3 separate regions of the Macaca mulatta genome follow, and all the other regions are linked to region 2. A link is a contact called in public Hi-C data. All regions are on one chromosome and are shown on one strand. The core of a region is the stretch at or near the end of the contact, and the rest is flanking DNA. Distances in the headings are between cores, read along the strand shown. Region 1 holds the start of SERP1 (stress associated endoplasmic reticulum protein 1). Region 2 holds the start of TSC22D2 (TSC22 domain family member 2). Region 3 has its middle 180 kb from the start of TSC22D2.

Region 1 (2,769 bases), core at 62-2,561, 140 kb before region 2:
ATGTTAGCGAGGGTGGTCTCGATCTCCTGACCTCGTGATCTGCCCACCTCCGCCTCCCAAAGTGCTGGGATTACAGGCGTGAGCCACTGCGCCCGGCCCTTAAGGTTCCTTTCAGGGGATGGGGGAAAAGGGAGGAAATGGCCTTCCTCCTCAAATGCAGACGTTTCTCTTAATGACTTTTTTGCTTCTGTATAGTTACCAGAACTTAACCAAAGCCTTCTTTTCCTTCCCAATTCTTTCCCTTACATAATACTCACATGCAAATACTCCTAGCCACAACCTAGTAAAGCAACTTCCCCAGCATTGTCCAATCTAAGTTTATTATCTTCTTCAACACTACACACTCTGTCTTCAGCTTCAAAATTTCAAAAGTCCTCTAATGTTCTACTTTTAATATGCTCATAACCATTTCAAAATAAAATGTTGCTAGAATATCTCTATCATGCTCACTGCTATATCCTCTTCCAACCCCACCTTCATCATTTGAAATCTGCATTACAGCTCCACTCTCCCTATTCAGTACTACAAACCCCATTAAGGAAGGCAGGCCAGAATTTGGAATTACTTAAGTCCAGGTGTATTTAATGTGCGTGGTCATTCTAGTGGACTAACTCTGTTTGTCTTTGTCCTTACTGTAGAGCTAAATGACTTCACAAGGGCCCGTGTAACACCAGTATTGCAGACCCAAGTGTCACAAATTCAACTAGCACATTCTGTTTTTCTCCCCCTTCTTCTATCCTGTAGAAGATGAATCCGCAGGCAAGAATGATGGATCAGTGAAAGGGAGGGGGAATACGAAAGCCCAGAGGCGGAGACTTCACTTCCGACTGCCACGCTATATCAAGAAAGCCAAGAGATAGTCTGGCCTTTCCGCAAGCCACAGGAAAAGGCAGATCAGACTTTTCGGGCTCCTCGGGTAGTTCTCAAAGACAAAGACAAAAATAAGAAACTAGTCTGAAGAAAGAGAGTCCCTTGCTTCTTCAGAACTCACCTGTCAAGAGCGGCGTGGACGGCGCCATGTTGTCCCGGAAAAAGAAACCGCTCGGGTGAGAGTTCACGAGGGCCGAACCCGGCCCCTACACGTCTCCTCCTGCGTGGAAACAGCGAGCTGGTGTTTCCGGAGCCATCAGCCTCGGGGCCAATTCACTTCCGGTTGCGGAGTGACGCGGAAGAGGCGCCCGAACGCGCAAGCACAGATCTGGGGCGACGCTTGACCGAGCTTGGGAGGGCTGGACTGGGGCGGGTGCGTCTGCTTTCGCCCTCCTTCTCTAGCAGGAGGGGCGCGCACTTCCGCGGGGCGGAGCCCACCTAGTGCTGACGTTGGCAGCCGAACCCAAAGTAGATCGAGGCGGCGGGCTGCACATTCCCGTTGTTGCGTTGCGTTTCCTTCCTCTTTCACTCCGCGCTCCCGGCGGCGGCCAAAGCGGCGGCGACTGCGGTGCGAGAACGACCCGGCGGCCAGTTATCTTCCTCCCGTGCACCCGCCAGGCTTGGCCAGTCAGTCGGCGACCGGCGCCCGGCTTGTGCTCAGTCCCCGCGCTTGCCGCGCCCAGGCCCAGCGGCCGTAGCCAGCGCCTGGCCTGAGAACCTCGGCGCTCCGGCGGCGCGGGCACCACGAGCCGAGCCTCGCAGCGGCTCGAGAGGAGGCAGGCGAGCGAGCGAGTCCGAGGGGTGGCCGGGGCAGGTGGTGGCGCCGCGAAGATGGTCGCCAAGCAGAGGATCCGTATGGCCAACGAGAAGCACAGCAAGAACATCACCCAGCGCGGCAACGTCGCCAAGACCTCGGTAAGGAAAGAGCGGTCGCCCCTCTGCGTTCCGCAGCCGGGGCACAGTCGGGGTCCCTGGGGCCGCGTCGCGTTTTCTCCCGGATCCGGTCGACTGTGGGCTGTGCTGTGGAGGGGTAGGGGCCCGAGTCTGCGAGCCGCCAGACTGTAGGGGCTCGGGAACCGAAGGGGAGACCTGTGGGTGAGGGGACCGGCCACCGGGGCTGTGGGAGCCTGGGGTCCGAGTGGTTTGTCTGCATCTGAAATGGTGGATTTTCGCTTTTGCAGAGAAATGCCCCCGAAGAGAAGGCGTCTGTAGGACCCTGGTTATTGGCTCTCTTCATTTTTGTTGTCTGTGGCTCTGGTAAGTGTCTTGCGGGCTCCCATCAGGTAGAGTCTTGGGTTGAAAGGGTTTGGGATGACGTGGTGACCGGTCAGTAGTGAGTCCTACCTGCGTAGTTCTCAACCCACCTGCAGAGGACTCCACATAATTCTGTTTCATCTGAACCAAATTACTTGTTCCACATATGCACAGAGGGTAGTGCTCCAGAAACTTCTCCTAGCTTAATTTGTACTCACAGGAGATCAGAAAGGAGGTCAAGTCTTGGTAATGATCGAGTTGGAATAAATGTACGACCGGACAAAACCTAACGGAATGATAATTTAGAATGTTTTTTAGCTTCATTATCAGCCTTTGCAAAGGAACTTATAAATATGTACATACAGATGTTAGCACTTGATTTAACATATACCAGAATTTAATATCTTAATGTCAAAATTGAGTATATTTTATGAAGTAAAGCTTGTGCAAAGAATTGATTCACTGTAGAGGAAATGTACCTGATTGGCATTTTAATGTGAGTCAAATGTTTTTAGGTTAATAAAAGAAACGTTTGACATATGGTTTAAAAAAAATTGTCAGGGCAGCCTGCTGTCAGAGTAACAGACACTTGCCTTTGCAAATAGATTACAAAAAAAAGGTCTTTCTTCTCTTCGTTTATCATCT
Region 2 (2,951 bases), core at 331-2,830:
CCGCTCATAGTATTCCATACACGTCCATCGGCCGCGTCGATAGGGCTCTCCGCTCCCGTGGTCCAGCTTGATCACGCGAAAACGGGAACTACAAGTGGTGGGAGGCTGAGATGGGGCTGCAGTCACTGGCCCGGCGGATGAGCCCGCGACCGGAGGGCCGCCGGGTGCTCCTGAGGCGGGGGCCGAAGTGGCGGCCGCCGCCAGGGTACTGGCGAGCGCCCCAGACACGCTCCGGGCCGAAACGACTCCTCCTCCGTTGGCGGGAGCAGCAGCCGCCGCTGCCAGCTGCCCATCCAGAAGGAGGTTTGGGGAGACGGTCCCGGGAGTCTCCGCATCCCCAACATTGTTAAGCGTCTCTTCGGAAGAGCTGCGCTCGCAGACCTCCTCAGGGCCATAATCCGTGGCCCGAGAGACGTCGAAAATCTCGGAGGAGACGTCCTCTGTACGTGACTCGTCCGGGTCGTCCAAGCTCTCAGTGTCCTCGGTGATGCTAGTGGCCACCTGGGCCGTGGTGACACTGGTGATCTGGAAGCAGCTCTTCTTTTTGGCCGGCATCTTGGACATGGTGAAGAAGGCTGGAGGGCAGAGAGGCACGCCGGCTCCTCCGGGTCCTGCCGGAAACCAGGGAGGGCAGAGCACGGGCCCCCAAAGACAAAAGTCCGAGTCTGCGCTGGGGTCCGAGGCCCGCCGCTGTAAGAGTCACGAGCTGATCCAGGCGCTGGTCGCCCGGTGAGACATCCTCCTCCTCGTTTCCTTCTCTGTGTCTGTCTCTTCGGCTCTGCCCCCGTCTCAGTCCCGCGGCGGCTCCTCCTTCCTTTTCAGCTCCCGCAGCCGCGGCGCCTCAATTCAATTCCCTCAGAGGCGGCGAGAGCGCGAACCCAGGGGCGGGCCGGCTGCTTCCTCTCCCGTCTCCGGGCAGCCGTGGTCAGTCCAGCTCGGCGCTCGGCGCGGTCAGCAGGCCTTGGCTGGGGGTGGGAGTGGGAGGGCGAAGAGGAGGAGGAGGAGGAGGAGGCGGTGGCGGTGGCGGCGGCGGCGGCGTGAGGGGCGGTGCTGCCCCGCTCGGGCTCCTCAGGCCGGTGCCGGCGTCAGCGCTGGGCTCTCCGACTGAGGGAAGGAGTGGCGAGTCCGGAGTCGGAGATGCCTGATTCAGCCGGGAGCCGCGGGCCGGAGCTGGCTGAAGGTCCGCCGGCGGGCGGTGGGGCTGCGGCGCGGGCAGGCGGCCCTCCCTCCCCGGCTCTAGCCGGAGCTCAACCCCAGGGACATGTCGACTCTCTCTGGCGGAAACCCGCTCTGGGGGAGGGGAAAGCCGGCTCGGTCCTCCCCTTACAGGGGGAACCACCCCTGCGGGCGGGCGGCGACGGCGGTCTCGGCCTCCCCTCGCGGCTTCTCTCACAGAGGGGCGGCGGCGGCGGCAGACCGCTGGCACGGGAGCGGAGGCACCCCGGCTGTGTGAGGTAGCGGTGGTGGCTTCTTCGGCTCCTTCTCGGTGCGCCCAATTCCTAAACCCCGGAGAAACTGAAATTCACACTGCTGAAGCGGCGGCTGCAGCTCCCTCCGCTGGGCCAAGATGGGGCTGAAATGGCCGCGCCAGGGATGCTGGGAGAAGCAGCAGCCCCGCTGCCGCCGCCGCTGCCGACTAAAATGCCGCCGCTGCCGCAGCTACCGCCAGCGCCGCAGCCGCCGCCGTTCCGTGACGCACCGGCGTCGTGACGTCACCGCTCCGCCCCCTCCGGTTTCCTGCAGTATCGCGTGGAACTTGGGGGGGGGGCAATGGGCGGAGCTAAAGGTTAAAAAAGGGAGCGGTTTCTTTATTTAAAATTTTTTAAATTTAAATTTTGTGTTGAAGGTTCTTTAAGAATTGACGAGCTAAAGACAATTTTTAAATTCCAAGCCTAGGGAAGCTTACAATGGAACTAATCAGATGTTTTTACGTCGGTTTGTTCCGAGACATTGGAAGACTGGAGGTCATGTGCTTGTGTCTAATGTTTAGCAAAATCTTAGTGAAACGAGGGCGATAGGAATGGGGGCTGGGGAAAACTTAGATGGGATAAAGAGAGATGCGGCTGGAAGAACTAAATCACTTTAAAACTTCTGAAAATAAATGTTGACCATTGTCGTCAGAGGAGTAAAATGTTCAGAGAAATGGGGATGATTAAACAAGAACAGCAAGCCAGATTGAGTCAGAAAATTATCTTCCTGCCAGAAATTCTGTCTCCAACAACGGCATCAGGGGATGGTTACTTGCCCAGGGTGAAGTCAGTTTTTAAAAAGCTTAAGGGTTACCAACGTATTCCTAAATTTCCTGAATTTGCTGTGATTCCAGGATTCATTTAAACTCCTGACACTGTTTTTACTTTCGGCACGGAATCAGCTTATAGGCTTTATAAATGTAGAACCTACTGCATTATAGTTCTTTTTGTTTATTCTAAAACTGTTAGTAGCAGCCAGGGTGTTATATGATTTGGATTGGGCCACAAACAACCATAACGAGTGATAAAGCACCTTTTCCTGTTGCAGTACAAAGCATAACTATGAAAAGAAAGTACTGGCAAATTTATCATCTTGTAGCTAGTTCCTGGCCAAAGAAAATGGTAAGGCCATTCTTTTAAGCAGTTAAAAAAAAATGGGGATGGGCTCCTAAACTTTGACATACTAAAGCAGTCATCATTTAGGTAAAATCTAAGTCTTAATGGAAATCGAGATTTCATATCTACTGCAGCGTTAGCAATCACATTATGATAACTTAAATCAGTAAATCGTTGAACTCGGTTCTCTAATCTTTGAAGAATAGAAATACTTTTTAATCCCAAAAGGTGTTTTGAGAATTAAATTTGCAGAGAATTTTTTAGGTCTTTAGTTGTAATTTATACAACTAGGTCTTTTAATCTTAGTGGAAACCATGCCCTCCAAACCCAAGTGACTAGAGTCAGAATGTGAAATAAGACCACATA
Region 3 (3,082 bases), core at 580-3,079, 180 kb after region 2:
ACATTGGGATGAAGAGGGTAAGACCATGAGGCAGTAATAATCTTCATCGTGTTTGGCTCAAAAGGGTGTATCTTAATAGCAAGATTTATTGAGTTTTTATTATGTGCTAGGCACCATCCAAAGAACTTCACACGTGCTAATCCAATTACTCCTCACAACCGTCCTATGAGGTTGGTAGCACTATTATCCTCGTTAGCTGGGGAAGCTAGGATTCCAGCCAGTCTGACTTGAGAGCTACTAGGCTTAACCAGTACAGTATACAACACTGCTCCATCCTCTACCCTTTGAAAGGAATCATATGGCTTGCTTTTGCATTTGCAAGTGATTTTTATTTTATTTTATTGAATAGATGATATAGCAATGTTAAACCCAATTTTTTAAAAACAGTTTATGTATTTTTACTGTTACTTTCTGGTCCTTACTCATTTTTGCATGTTATTTCAAAAAAGACCCTGGTTTGCCTCAATTGTATATGCAAACTTAGAGGTGATGATAGCATGAGGAGCATTACCTTAACCTGGCCCTGGCTCACCACTCAGTAATAATGACATGCAGTTATAAATTAATTTTATTAAAAAATAATTATTTTTGTGAATTTTTTATGTATTCCAGTTCTGGTTTGTGATTTACTTTCCCCTAACATGAGAGAAAAAAAGTACATTTACTACTTATGAAGGAAAACATTTACATCAAATTCTCTTTGTATCCAGGAAATACAAGGTGTAAAATGTTGGATCTGAATGATAAGAATACAGGTAATTTTCTTTTGATTACTTTTTGCTGCCCTTTTTAATATGTCACAGTGGAAAATACATAATTCACCATGTTTTTAAAATCCCATAAAATTACAGCATTAATTAAAATAAGACCAAACTGCACCAAACTGCCCATGAGAAGCACTTTCTGTGGCTACAGGATCACCAGGGCTTGTCTGTATACCACCCCCACTTGCAAAGACCCTTCAGTGCCTTCCTTACCATGCCTCAGGCCATAACAGAGCCAGAATGTAGGGATTCCAACATGTTCTTAGTTTGTCCAAGATTATTATCCAGTGATGGTCCAAAGAAGAGAATTCAGGCATCCTGATTTGTTGCTCTCTTACTTGTTAATTATATCCTAAATGAGCCTACTTCCTGAAATTTTCTTTATCGAGATCTCATCACATGCAATTTCCTACTTTGCATTAGGTTCATGGGTTCATGGCTATAGGAACCTAAATGTGGTAATTGGATACAGGAGTAGCAAAAATCTGGTGTACTCTTACCTTATTCTATCTCCCTTACCTGTAGCAGACATTATTAATGGATCACAGAACTCTGAGCTTAGGTTTAGCCCAAATCCTTTTTAACACAGTACTCCAGGCAGCCACCACAGTAGTTGGCTTCAAGGATGAATCTATTTGTTCTCCCTGGAGATGGCACGTCAGTGTCGACCTTTTTCTTTGTTAGTATCTGGCCTCAGTTCTATGCCAATCATAGCTATGACCTTGCACTTCTTTCTCACTCTGCTTGAGAGAATATATTCTGGAAATGGGTACTCAGGCCAAAAGCTACTTTCATTCCAAAACCATTTTCCCAGACACAAGGGCTGAGGGAATCACAGCTAGCCCATTTACTTTGCATGTTCAGAAAACCTCAAATGACTGGCACAAGCTCACACAGCTGGGTTCGTGATGGAACCGAGACCAGACCCCAGGCTGGCTGACTGCTTGCCCAGAGCTCTTTTCACCACTCTGCCTATCTGACTCTGGGCTTTGTCAGACAGAACAAAGAAAATGTTCCTGGGATCTGACACTTGTAAACACTTCTCCATCACCCTTGCCACGGCAGCCTGCCAAGACAGGAATCAGGCCAAATTTAGTGGGTCCTTCAGCCCAGTGACTGTAGTTGAAACAATCCCCTGATATAGAAGAGTGGAGGCCAGAGGAAAATGCACTGTTCTACAAAGAACAAAGCCTGGGATGATTCATTTTCCTGATTCCGGTGGTGGATGATTGCTGATGCCTGTCACTTACACATGGCTGTCAGCAATTTTGCAGGAATTCTCATGTAGATGCTTGTCTTGAACACATAAATCCCTAGTTAGTTCTTCATAGTTCTCAGACTTTCAGAGGTCTAGGGGACATACTCTCCTGGCTGTCCCTTTTGGAATTTAGCAAGACATTTTAAAAAATTTTTTACTTATTATTATTTTAATTATTTGAGATGGAGTCTCGCTCTGTCACCCAGGCTGGAGTGCAGTGGCATGATCTTGGCTTACTGCGAGCTCCATGTCCCGGGTTCATGCCATTCACCTGCCTCAGCCTCCCAAGTAGCTGGGACTATAGGCGCCCACCACCATGCCCAGCTAATTTCTTTCTTATTTTGTATTTTTAGTAGAGACAGGGTTTCACCGTGTGGGCCAGGATGGTCTCGATCTCCTGACCTCGTGATCTGCCCACCTCGGCCTCCCAAAGTGCTGGGATTACAGGCGTGAGCGACTGCGCCCGGCCAAGAGACCTTGAAAAAAAATGCCAAATAGTCTGGGGGCCTTGGAAAACTAGCTTATCTGGACCTCAATTTTAGCTTCCTTAAAAGTCAGCAATTGGACCAATTGGCCTCTAAAATCCCTTCTGGCCCTAAAATCTGGTGACAAGAAGCATTTGAGGAAACCCTCCCCACTTTTTCTGAGAAAATCCTTTTAAATATTTGAGGCTTTTGTATCTTAAATCTTGTCTGGTTACCAGTATACTAACAGGGCCAGGCTGGTCAGGTCAGGTAAGGCCCTCGGTTCATCACAGCTGGCCTTCTGCCATGCTTTGGAAATTGTTCTTGGACAGATTACTAATGATTTATTTGTTACAAAATTCAGTAAACACAAAGTAAAAGAAAATTATACAAGCAGTATGAATATATTCTTATGAAAAATAAAGCAGAATTACATAGTGTATGGTATATGTATAGACACACAAAATTATGTATACATATTACAAATATCTCATTTTTATAGAGGTTTATTCTACGTGTTTTAGTTTAGTTTTATTTTTACAGAAATGGGATCAAACGGAACACATTACTCTGCAACATGCTTTCTCCACTGAACA

What was found. Hi-C and Micro-C count contacts between places; a contact is called where the count stands out from the background.
Region 1: a Hi-C map of blood shows a contact between it and region 2, with 3 times the contacts expected there. The contact joins the promoter of SERP1 here to the promoter of TSC22D2 in region 2. A contact is called at or near these places in 3 of 14 Hi-C or Micro-C datasets (blood, fetal cortical plate and liver).
Region 3: a contact with region 2 is called in a Hi-C map of fetal cortex germinal zone, with 2.6 times the contacts expected there. The contact joins the enhancer-like site here to the promoter of TSC22D2 in region 2. A contact is called at or near these places in 2 of 14 Hi-C or Micro-C datasets (fetal cortex germinal zone and liver).

The regions. Positions count from the first base shown.
Region 1 is chr2:53,572,473-53,575,241 of T2T-MMU8v2.0, reverse strand. It overlaps SERP1 (stress associated endoplasmic reticulum protein 1), which reads left to right and starts at 1,311. Exons shown (of 3, transcript XM_015131801.3): 1 at 1,311-1,785; 2 at 2,052-2,127. The coding sequence starts at 1,702. EIF2A (eukaryotic translation initiation factor 2A) reads right to left here and starts at 1,035. Exons shown (of 14, transcript XM_015131799.3): 1 at 992-1,035. The coding sequence starts at 1,019.
Region 2 is chr2:53,434,033-53,436,983 of T2T-MMU8v2.0, reverse strand. TSC22D2 (TSC22 domain family member 2) reads right to left here and starts at 1,580. Exons shown (of 4, transcript XR_001443148.3): 1 at 1-1,580.
Region 3 is chr2:53,257,343-53,260,424 of T2T-MMU8v2.0, reverse strand. No RefSeq gene overlaps it. Among named protein-coding and RNA genes, the nearest start is that of TSC22D2, 180 kb to the left of the region's middle. Within about 2 kb of position 1,829, at least 3 of the 40 cell types and tissues checked have an H3K27ac peak or open chromatin away from gene starts, as enhancers often do. A contact at or near this core is called in fetal cortex germinal zone, where this site is marked.